2 separate regions of the Gossypium arboreum genome follow, and region 2 is linked to region 1. Evidence: chromatin contacts called from public Hi-C data. All regions are on one chromosome and are shown on one strand. Each heading gives the region's core, a stretch centred on a gene start, on an enhancer-like site or on the middle of the called end of the contact. The rest is flanking DNA. Distances are from core to core; before and after follow the strand shown.

Region 1 (5,078 bases), core at 1,595-4,094:
CACATCCGTGTATGTATCAGATATGCTTTAACCTTGACTGTCGGTATAAAGAAAACTATATCGTTCGATCTAGAAGAGTTCAACTATAAATAGAGACCTTCCCTTTCATTTGTAGTCATTCCATTGAAACTCAGTTATAATCTTTCATAGTAATTGAATACTATTGAGAGTATTTACTCAGACACTTGACGTGTTTTTGCTTTCTTGTGGCTTTTTTGTTCTTTTATTTCTCTTTTGTCTTTAAGTTGCTTCTGATTTATTTTCGGTGCTTTAGAGAATTTCTATGAAGAATTCTCACATTGTGAGAGTTAGGCTGACTTATGTGGATTTAAATCCAAGAAATCACCTAAGACCGCACAAATTACGAGACTAAAGTTCTAGCTCCATGACACTTTGCTCAAGTAAAAGTAGATAACTCAATTCCAAGATGATAAGAACAGTAAGAGCATAGCGGATAGAATTGGATTTAAGTTTCTTTGGATAAGAGGAAACTAAATCAAACAAGAACGAACCCGAATTTCGTGAAAAAAACAACTTGAAACACACAAGAACACCAAGTAATAACAATGCCAAATTGGTAGCGGCTGTGTAAAGTAAAAGATAGAACAATAATGGATTAACCAAGATCGCAATGAATTTAAATGTGAAACAACCCAAAATTGAATCTTTTTGGCGATTTTCTTTAACTGAAAGAAAACAAACAAGTAAATAAAAAGAATAAATCAAACCAAACAGAATAGAAAACTTTAAATGGTTTGAGAGACATCGATTTCTTGAAATTTAAAACACATTTCTTGAAAAGAAATACTTGAATCTTAAAACCTAAAATCAAACAAGAAGATGAAACATTAGAAAAAGTTTCTAATGGACATAATCAAGATAGAAAAAGATTGAAGGGAAGAAGACGAAAAGGAGATGCCTTATGAAATCTTTTGAAGAATAATCTTCAACAAACTTCACAAATGGTTCTAATTTACCCTCTAAGACCAAACCCTAGCAAATGGAAATGTGAAGAGCCTCCCGCAACTTCAAAAAGAAACGAAGAAGAAAATAACTTCTAAAATAAACAAGAGAGATATCTTGCAAAAGAGAAAACACAAAGAGTTGTATTGACAAAAAGTTGTATTAAATCAAAATAATGAATAGTACCCCTAATGAATAATGAAGATGTATTTATATAGGCTAGCTAATTACATCAAAATATAACTCCTTAGTATAATGAAACTTTAATTAATCTAAACAAATAGTAATTCTAGTGGAATTAAACTTTCTTATTGACTAAGAAAACAATTAAAAATACTAAAAATATCCTAAAATTCTGAATAAATAATTAACAAAAATAATACTTCATAAATACAATATTAGACTCAAACATAATCAAAATTAAGCCTTAAAATCGAACCCAATATGATTTAAACTCGTAATAAAATTTGAAATTTGAAATTTGAAATTTCCCATAATAATCTTATGTAGAAGTTACGCTCACACAATATTTATTAAAACAACCATAACTTGAGCTCCCGAGCACGAAATTGGGTGATTCAAAGCGCATTTCAAATATAAGAGATAGTTCTATCATCGGTTGAGCTCTCATGCTCGAAATTGGGTGATTCAAAGTGCATTTTGAAACTAAGAGATAGCCCTATCATTAGTCAAATGACATCTCAACCTATAAATGCTTATATCCCATCCAAAAATGCATTGTAAGTTAACTGACTTTTTAGATTTGGAAATTGGTAAATTTAGTGAACTTAATTTAATAAATTTCATCCATTCATGCATATATCACAAATAGTAACTCATAAACTTTTGTTGTGTTTAGCATTATTTTTCAAAATCACTTTTAAAGTTAAACCAATAAGTCACAAGCAATACTAAACAAAAGGCTTTTCAAACAAAATCAACTTTCCAAATTAAAGCAGAAAAGTTGAAAATTTTAGCATTTGGCTTTGAGTAAAAAAGCTAAAAATTTTAGCTTTTGAGTTCTTAAAAGACAGTTTGTGTGCGAAATTATTAAATTTCCTCGTATTTATATTTAACTATAAATTATAAATATGATTTATATATTTAAGTTAAATTTCACATACAATTTATATTAATTTCTTAAAAAATATTTAATTTATATTCCATATATATTTATATTAAGAATGAGTTACCATATGTTTTAAAGTTATCATATTAGAAGTCCGATGGAGTCTGTAGAGCAAGAGGGAATCGGCGATAGACGGAGCGGTACGCGACAAACATAAGAAGGAGCGATCAACGTTCAAGATCAAGATACATATGTTGTGATGGAAACTAATTCGACAGCAAACAACCTAGGTCATGGAAAGATCGACTCATGGGTACAGACCCGCAAATCAAAGATAAAACAGGAACAATAATTAGAGATGAAGATGATGACAACTTAGAACTGCTAGAAGAAGATATTGTGAGTTCCTCAGTAAATGGCATACCGGAAATAGATTTCTCCAATCGAGTTAATCAGTTACTCATAAAAGTTATGAAGCTTGCGATAGTAATTAAGCTATTGGGAAAAAACATTGGTTACACAACACTACAAAATAAGATACACTCTTTGTGGAAACTGATTCTACCATTCCGATTAATGGACATCGAAAACGGTTATTATTTGACTACATTTCAGAACGTCGAAGACTTTGAAAGAGTTTTAAGTCAAGGGCCTTGGATAGTTTATAGGGAATATCTAACCGTTCATCTCTGGAGTATCGAATTTAATCTCTCACAGCCATACCTAAATATGGTCATGGCCTGGATACGATTACCAGGACTGCCTGGGCATATGTACAAAAAGAAAATACTCTAGGAGTTAGGGGGAATGGTGGGAAGGGTCGCAATTTCAACACTGATAATGGAGTTCGGGGAAGATTCGCAAGAATGGCGGTCTACGTTAATATTGGAAAGGCCCTTTCGTCGAAAGTTTTTAATCAATGGAGTTCCACAAAGAATTGAGTATGAGGGTCTTCCCACGGTTTGTTTTCCTGTGGTCACTATGGACATACACAAGATTTGTGTCCAAAATCAGTGACTACTCAAAAACCATCAAAAGAAAATTTCTTGGATAAAGAACCAGTTCCGGAAAATAGACTTGAGTTAAGTGAAAACAATTCTACAAACAGCTCTGGTGATTACGACCCTTGGATGCTTGTAAAAAAACACAACCGGCCATGGTCAAAAGAACATCAGAACAAAAATGGTGTAGCCAAAGAGAAGAAATAAGAAAGTATTTGGTTTCAACCCTTAGAAACCCTAAATGAAGAAATGGGCTTAGAAGAGAATAGGCCGATATAGATAACAGTTAAACCCAAACAGAGGCTGGGAATGTGGCATGCCCAATAAAGGCAAAAAATGGACCCTCACCCACGGGCCAACTCCGACAAAGACTTGATAAGCAGTCTCCAGCTAGTCCAAGATCCAATAAGCAAACTCAGCCCAAAATGTTTGGGCCTAATGCTTCTCTTAAAAGAGACTGAAGTGATTCTAATTCAAGAAAGAACGATCTACCAGGCGCAATGCAGACCAAATCAGGATAAAAAAAATAGAAACAGAATCAAAAAATATTAATTTGAAAGAAACACAGTTAGAGACACAACAATCAAAGGGAGAATTGGAAATAGAAGCTGCAGAAGATAAAGGAAATACTGCAAAGAATGAAAATCAGATCTTGAGAGAAATTCAATATTCACAGCTACCAACAAAACTAGGATTTCAACCTAACCTTCACTTCAACATCGAAAGCATAAAAGAAGTCGCGATAACTCCTACAGTTGGAATCCTAGATTCAACCAAACAATCAATAGTGGCGTTCAAAGATCCAAATAATCATATGGGAAATCAGCAAGAATGACTACCATCCAAAAATAATATGGGGCAAAAAAAGAATTCACCCGTAGTAAGCACTAGTGGGGGGAAAACAAATGGCAACACAAAAGGGCAAAAACTCAAAAAAATAATTCAGGATAAATGAAGCCCTTTTAAAGTCTCGTCCCCCAAAATTCTCCTGGCAGAGTCAATGGCTAATACGGTGGATTTGTTACAAGAGCAAGTCAAGCAAAGCATCTTCATCAAAACAAATGAAGAAGGACATGGGAACGCAGAAAGTAGAAATGATGCACGATGTCAACACTAGATTGGGTAAATTCCTTCTAAACCTTTATGATGAATAACAAAATTAGTTTATCAATTTTTGTCTGGAATTGTCAAGGATGCGCAAGTCCCAAATTCCTACGCATCTTTAGAGAATATAATATGGAATTTAGACTTGATATTGTAGGGCTTTTAGAGCCAAAGGTAAATGGTAGCAAATAAGATAAAATAATTGTTAAACTTAGATTTCATCACTGGCACCGCGTAGAAGCAATAGGGTTTTTAGGGGGAATTTGGATAGGGTGGAATGAGACAATTCACCAAGAAATAATTCAAAATCATCCCCAATTTATTCTTGTTAAAATTCATAATGTGGGAACAACACAACCTAACCTACTGGCTATCGTATATGGAATCCCCAATTCCACTAAAAGAAAGAATTTATGGGAAGCTTTAAAAATAACTATACCATCGGATCACTCCCCTTGGATGGCAATAGGTGATTTTAATACAATTCTTTCTGTCAAAGATAAAAAATGTGGTAATATCATAGGGAAGAGGTGCCCATTCTTTGGAGACTTCATGGAAGCTAAAAATCTTCAAGACTTAGGATTTCAAGGACCCTCATTCACTTGGAAACGAGGAGGTGTCTTTAAAAGACTAGATTGAGCAATAGGAAATGCAACTTGGTGCCAATCATTTCCTCAATGCTTAATAACACACCTAACTCGAATAAAGTCCAATCATAGGCCATTGTTAGTAAACATTAATCTGGATCTTAAACTCCCTAGGGGATAACCTTTCAAGTTTCTCACGGGATGGGCACAACATCAGGACTTTTCCAACATCGTTAAGAGTTCATGGAAATATGAGGGGGATAACTCTCTAAATCAACTCACTGAAAAGCTTAAAGGCTGGAATAAAAACGTCTACGGGCACATTGGATTCCACAAACAAAAATTGATAAAATC
Region 2 (4,711 bases), core at 1,973-4,472, 180 kb after region 1:
CAAATTATTCTGATTTAAAGATTTTTGGGTGTCTTACGTATGCTCATGTTGATAATGAAAAATTAGAACCGAGATCCATTAAATGTGTTTTTCTTGGTTATAAAGCTGGTGTAAAAGGGTATAAGTTATGGTGCCCTGAAAATAAAAAAGTTGTGATTAGCAGAGATATTGTTTTTGATGAAACTGTTATGCTGCCTAACTTATCTATTAAAGACTCTTCCAATAAAGAGAATCAAAAGCAAGTGGAACATTAGATTAATACAAAGTCGACTCCTCAAGCCAGTACAAAAATTGAGAATAGAATTGCTTCTTCACCACAATACTTTGTCGCTAAAAACAGAACTAAAAGAGAAATAAAACCTCCAAAGAAGTATGCTGAGGATGATCTAGTTGCTTATGCTTTAAATGTGGTTGAAGACATAGATGCGAATTAAGAGCCATCTAATTATTCTGAGGCGGTTAGCTGTGAAGACTTAGAAAAGTAGATGTTTGCTATACAAGAGGAGATTGAATCACTCTACAAAACAGAACATGGGATTTTGTGAAACTTCCTAAAGGTAAAAAAGAGGTTCGTTGTAAATAGGTGTTTAAAAAGAAAGAAGGGACTCTAAGAGTTGAAGAACCCAGATATAAAGCAAGGCTTGTTGCAAAGGGTTACAGTCAAATTCCTGGAGTGAACTTCACAGGTATGTTCTCCCCAGTTGTTAAACATAGTTTGATTCGAAATTTGCTTGGTATTGTGGCCATGGATGATTTAGAGCTTGATCAGTTAGATGTAAAAACTGCAGTTTGCATGGAGAACTTGGGGAGGATATTTACATGCAACAACCAGAGGGTTTTACAGTCTCAGAAAAATAGGACTATGTTTACTTGCTGAAAAAATCCCTTTACAGTTTGAAACAGTCACTAAGACAGTGATACAAGAGGTTTGATTCCTTTATGACTTCTCATAATTTCAAAAGAAATAGTTTTGGCAGTTGTGTTTACTTTAAGAAAAACAGTGATGGCTCTTTTGTGTATCTACTTCTTTATGTTGATGGCATGTTGATAGCAGCAAAAGATAAAAGAGAAATAAGAAAGGTCAAAGCCTAACTAAGTGAAGAATTTGAGATGAAAGATTTAGGACCAGCAAAGAAGATACTTGGTATGGAGATTCTTAGAGATAGAAAAGCAAGTAAATTGTACCAAGTCAGAAGGGGTACATTGAAAAAGTTCTTTGTAGGTTCAATATACAGAGTGCTAAGCTTGTTAGTACTCTTTTAGCAGCCCATTTTACATTTCATCGATTTTGTCTCCACAATCAGATAATGAGATTGAGTACATGTCACATGTTCCATACTCTAGTGCAGTGAGATCTCTCATGTATGCTATGGTTTGTTCGCGAGATTTATCATATGCAGTCAGTGCAGTTAGCAGATACATGGCGAATCCCTATAAAGAATGCTGGAAAATAGTTTAGTGGATTTTAAGATACTTACGAGGTACTACTGATGTTTGCTTACAGTTTGGAAGAACTAGAGATGGAGTCATTGGGTATGTTGATGCTGATTTTGCTGGAGACCTTGATAGAAGAAGATCTCTCACAGGTTATGTCTTTAAAATCGGAGGTTGTGCAATCAGTTGGAAAGCCACTTTTCAAACTACAGTCGCTTTGTCTACCACTGAAGCTGAGTACATGGCAATTACTGATGCTTGTAAAGAAGCTATCTAATTGAAGGGACTCTTTAGTGAACTCAATGAAGACCTTCAAATCAGTACAGTATTTTGTGACAGTCAGAGTGCAATCTTCCTTAAAAAAGATCAAATGTTTCTTGAGAGAACAAAACACATTGATGTTCGGTATCATTTTGTTCGTGATATAATTGCTCGTGGTGATATTGTTGTGAGCAAAATTAGTACTCATGAAAATCCTCTAGATATGATTACTAAGTCACTGCCTACAACCAAGTTTGAGCATGCTTAGACTTGGTTGGTGTTTATTGTTGAAGTTAAACCCTTAAGGAGTTTTATGGAAGAGGTGGAGAACTTGTTCGTTGAGAGTTCGCGATGAAGAACTTGTTCATTGAGAATTCGTGTCAAGGTAGAGATTGTTAGAATTAAGTGACCCGGATCATTATTTAAATAAAATACAATGGTAAAATAAAATAAAAGTAAAATCCATATAGAACTACACTTCTTTTATTTTGTTTTAGAATAAGGTTTTTTAAACCTTATTAAACTCCGTCTATTTTATACTGATTAGAATAAGGTGTTTCAATCTTACTACACTCCTATTAGAATATGGCTTTATAAGCCTATAAATAGACATAATCTATTCTTCTTGTAATAATTCAAATTTGACATAGTAAATTTTCTTCTCCTTTGCCAGTGGTTTTTTCCCTAAAGGGTTTCCACGTAAAAATTTGTGTGTTCTTTATTTTATTTTATTTTTTCACACTAATGTTGGTAAAGAGGATTAAATAGGAAAAAATATCCTCACCGAAGGTATTTTTCTTAATTGAATCTTAAAGCTCAATGGAAAACCACAGTCGCAAGGCAATAGAAATGCCTCGACTGAATCAAAACATTATTATCCAAACAGACAATTGTGGTGCGTTTGGAGTTTGGGGTTTGTGATTTGGGATTTGAAGTTTGGGGTTTGGGGTTTAGAGTTTGGAGATTGGGGAATCTCAACTTATCGGAGCTAAAGGAGCATCTAAAGAAGCCTAACTTAGGGAAAAGAGTATTGTTTAGATATTAATTTTTGGGTTAAGCGTTTTTTTAAAATAGACTTAATGGTTTAACTAATGATTTGATTAACGAAAGTACCAACTTGGAAAAAAAATAGTTTAGTACCATTTGTGACAAATAAAATTTAAATATTAAGATGAAAAAAAGAGCACAATTTAAGTACTAATTTGTGGATTAAGCAAACCATAATCCTTATTCTTTGCGTTCTAGACCTCTTCTAACACGAACTCCAAACTCAAGAAATTATTATGTGGGGAAAAATATTATATGGGTTATACTCCATAGCTCTTTATTACAAGAAACATGAGAAATTATTTGTCATAAAAAGATTATACGTGTTATAGCTATTCGTTAAGTAGTCCTAAGGTCTCACACCCTAAGATAGAGCCCACACCATTAAAAAAGTTTAAAGGGTATCACGGTTATTCTAATAAAAATACCGTAAAATCAATTACAATCTCATTCTAAACTCATCAAGTCACATTGGGCTCCGGCTCAGACTCGGACAAAGCCTTTTTCAATACTACGCAATATAAAATTAATTGCTAAAACTCTATTCTAATACCATCTCAACATTCTCGGACCACTAAACCTAGCAGCTCTGGTGTGCCCGTTCCTAGGTAACTTCAATGTTATAACAATATGAAAACCTGGTTTTCCCCTCTGGACCATCCACCAACCTGGTTTTTGGATTCTCGACTCCAGCTGTTTCATCGCGGTGTTCTGCTTTCAAATGTCTTAGCTAAAACTACCATCATCTTTTTTCCTTTTTTCTTTGATGCTCGTTGCCCGCCTTCACTTCGCCTCACCAGTACTTACTACTTACTGCCTACTTAGCTTTACCAGGTCTGGGGATTCCATTAATTGATGGGTTTCTTTAGTTCTCCTTGGTGGTTTGGATGGCTCTTTTTATGCCCAATAGTTCTTTTGTGGCATGTTTCACAGCTCTTGTCTCCAACCTCAAAATGGGGAACTCAGCCACTGCAGGGTCTATCTTCTCAGGGTATTTTATAGCTCAATATAGGATGCCAAGTTACTGTATTTTCATACATTATACTAGTTTGTTTGTTCAAGTTATTGAAATAATTTGAAGGAAAAAAAATGCAATAGTATAATTTAAATATAAACTGTATTTTGCTAGTTCAAAGGGAATAGATTTCGTTATTGTTTTTATCGAAATGTATCACTGCAAATATTATTGGCATAATATAATATAAATCTTATTTAGTTAATTTGAAAGGATTATTTATGTATACAAGCCTTATTTTGGTTAATTGGAACGGTTTTTTATTTGTACATCTAAAATGGTAAGTAAAAATACAATAATAATAAGGCAATTACAAAAGCGAAGTGGAAAGAGAGAAGAAGTACAAATGACATGACATATAAACTTACATGGAAGAATTTTCTTATTTTTATTTTTATTTTTTTCCGCCATTGCCATCTGTTACATTATGGAGCACTATTCGGGTTTTCCAAAGCCTCTTCAGTTTTAAAACTGGGGGCTTCCTTTATATTTTAAACTGATGAAGCCAAATGCAAAAAGGAAGCCTGTTTTGTTTTTTTTTTTTTTTAATATCTATATATTAAGATTCTCTCTCTCTCTCTCTCTCTCTCTCTCTCTCTCTTTTTTCTTTTTGTTTTTTTAGATGAATATATTTCAGTTTTTCAGCTCTTCAACCCTAAATTGAAGTTTGTTCTTCTTTTGCATGTTGATCAGGACATGCATTATAAAGGTGAGCTCTATTTTTTTTTTGATAAAATTTTGAAATTTTGGGCGTTTGGCATTGGATTTCTGGGTTTTGATCTGAATCTTGTTTGCTTTTCTGGGTCCTGGAAGGATTTTCATTTCAGTTTGCATTTCCGGTTATGTTTTTTAATTAGTTCAGGTTATATATGTTTGATATGTATAATAAATTGGGATGAAAAATGAACAATTTTAGCTAAAACGTAAAAGAAATTCAAGTTTAATTGCAACCAT

The links. Hi-C and Micro-C count contacts between places; a contact is called where the count stands out from the background.
Region 2: a Hi-C map of leaf shows a contact between it and region 1, with 2.6 times the contacts expected there. The contact joins the promoter of LOC108464283 here to the enhancer-like site in region 1. A contact is called at or near these places in 2 of 5 Hi-C or Micro-C datasets (both in leaf).

The regions. Positions count from the first base shown.
Region 1 is chr13:113,957,402-113,962,479 of ASM2569848v2, forward strand. No RefSeq gene overlaps it. Among protein-coding and RNA genes, the nearest start is that of LOC128286394, 12 kb to the right of the region's middle. Within about 2 kb of position 2,845, at least 2 of the 2 cell types and tissues checked have an H3K27ac peak or open chromatin away from gene starts, as enhancers often do. A contact at or near this core is called in leaf, where this site is marked.
Region 2 is chr13:114,136,295-114,141,005 of ASM2569848v2, forward strand. LOC108464283 (increased DNA methylation 1-like) reads left to right here and starts at 3,223. Exons shown (of 9, transcript XM_053024315.1): 1 at 3,223-4,466.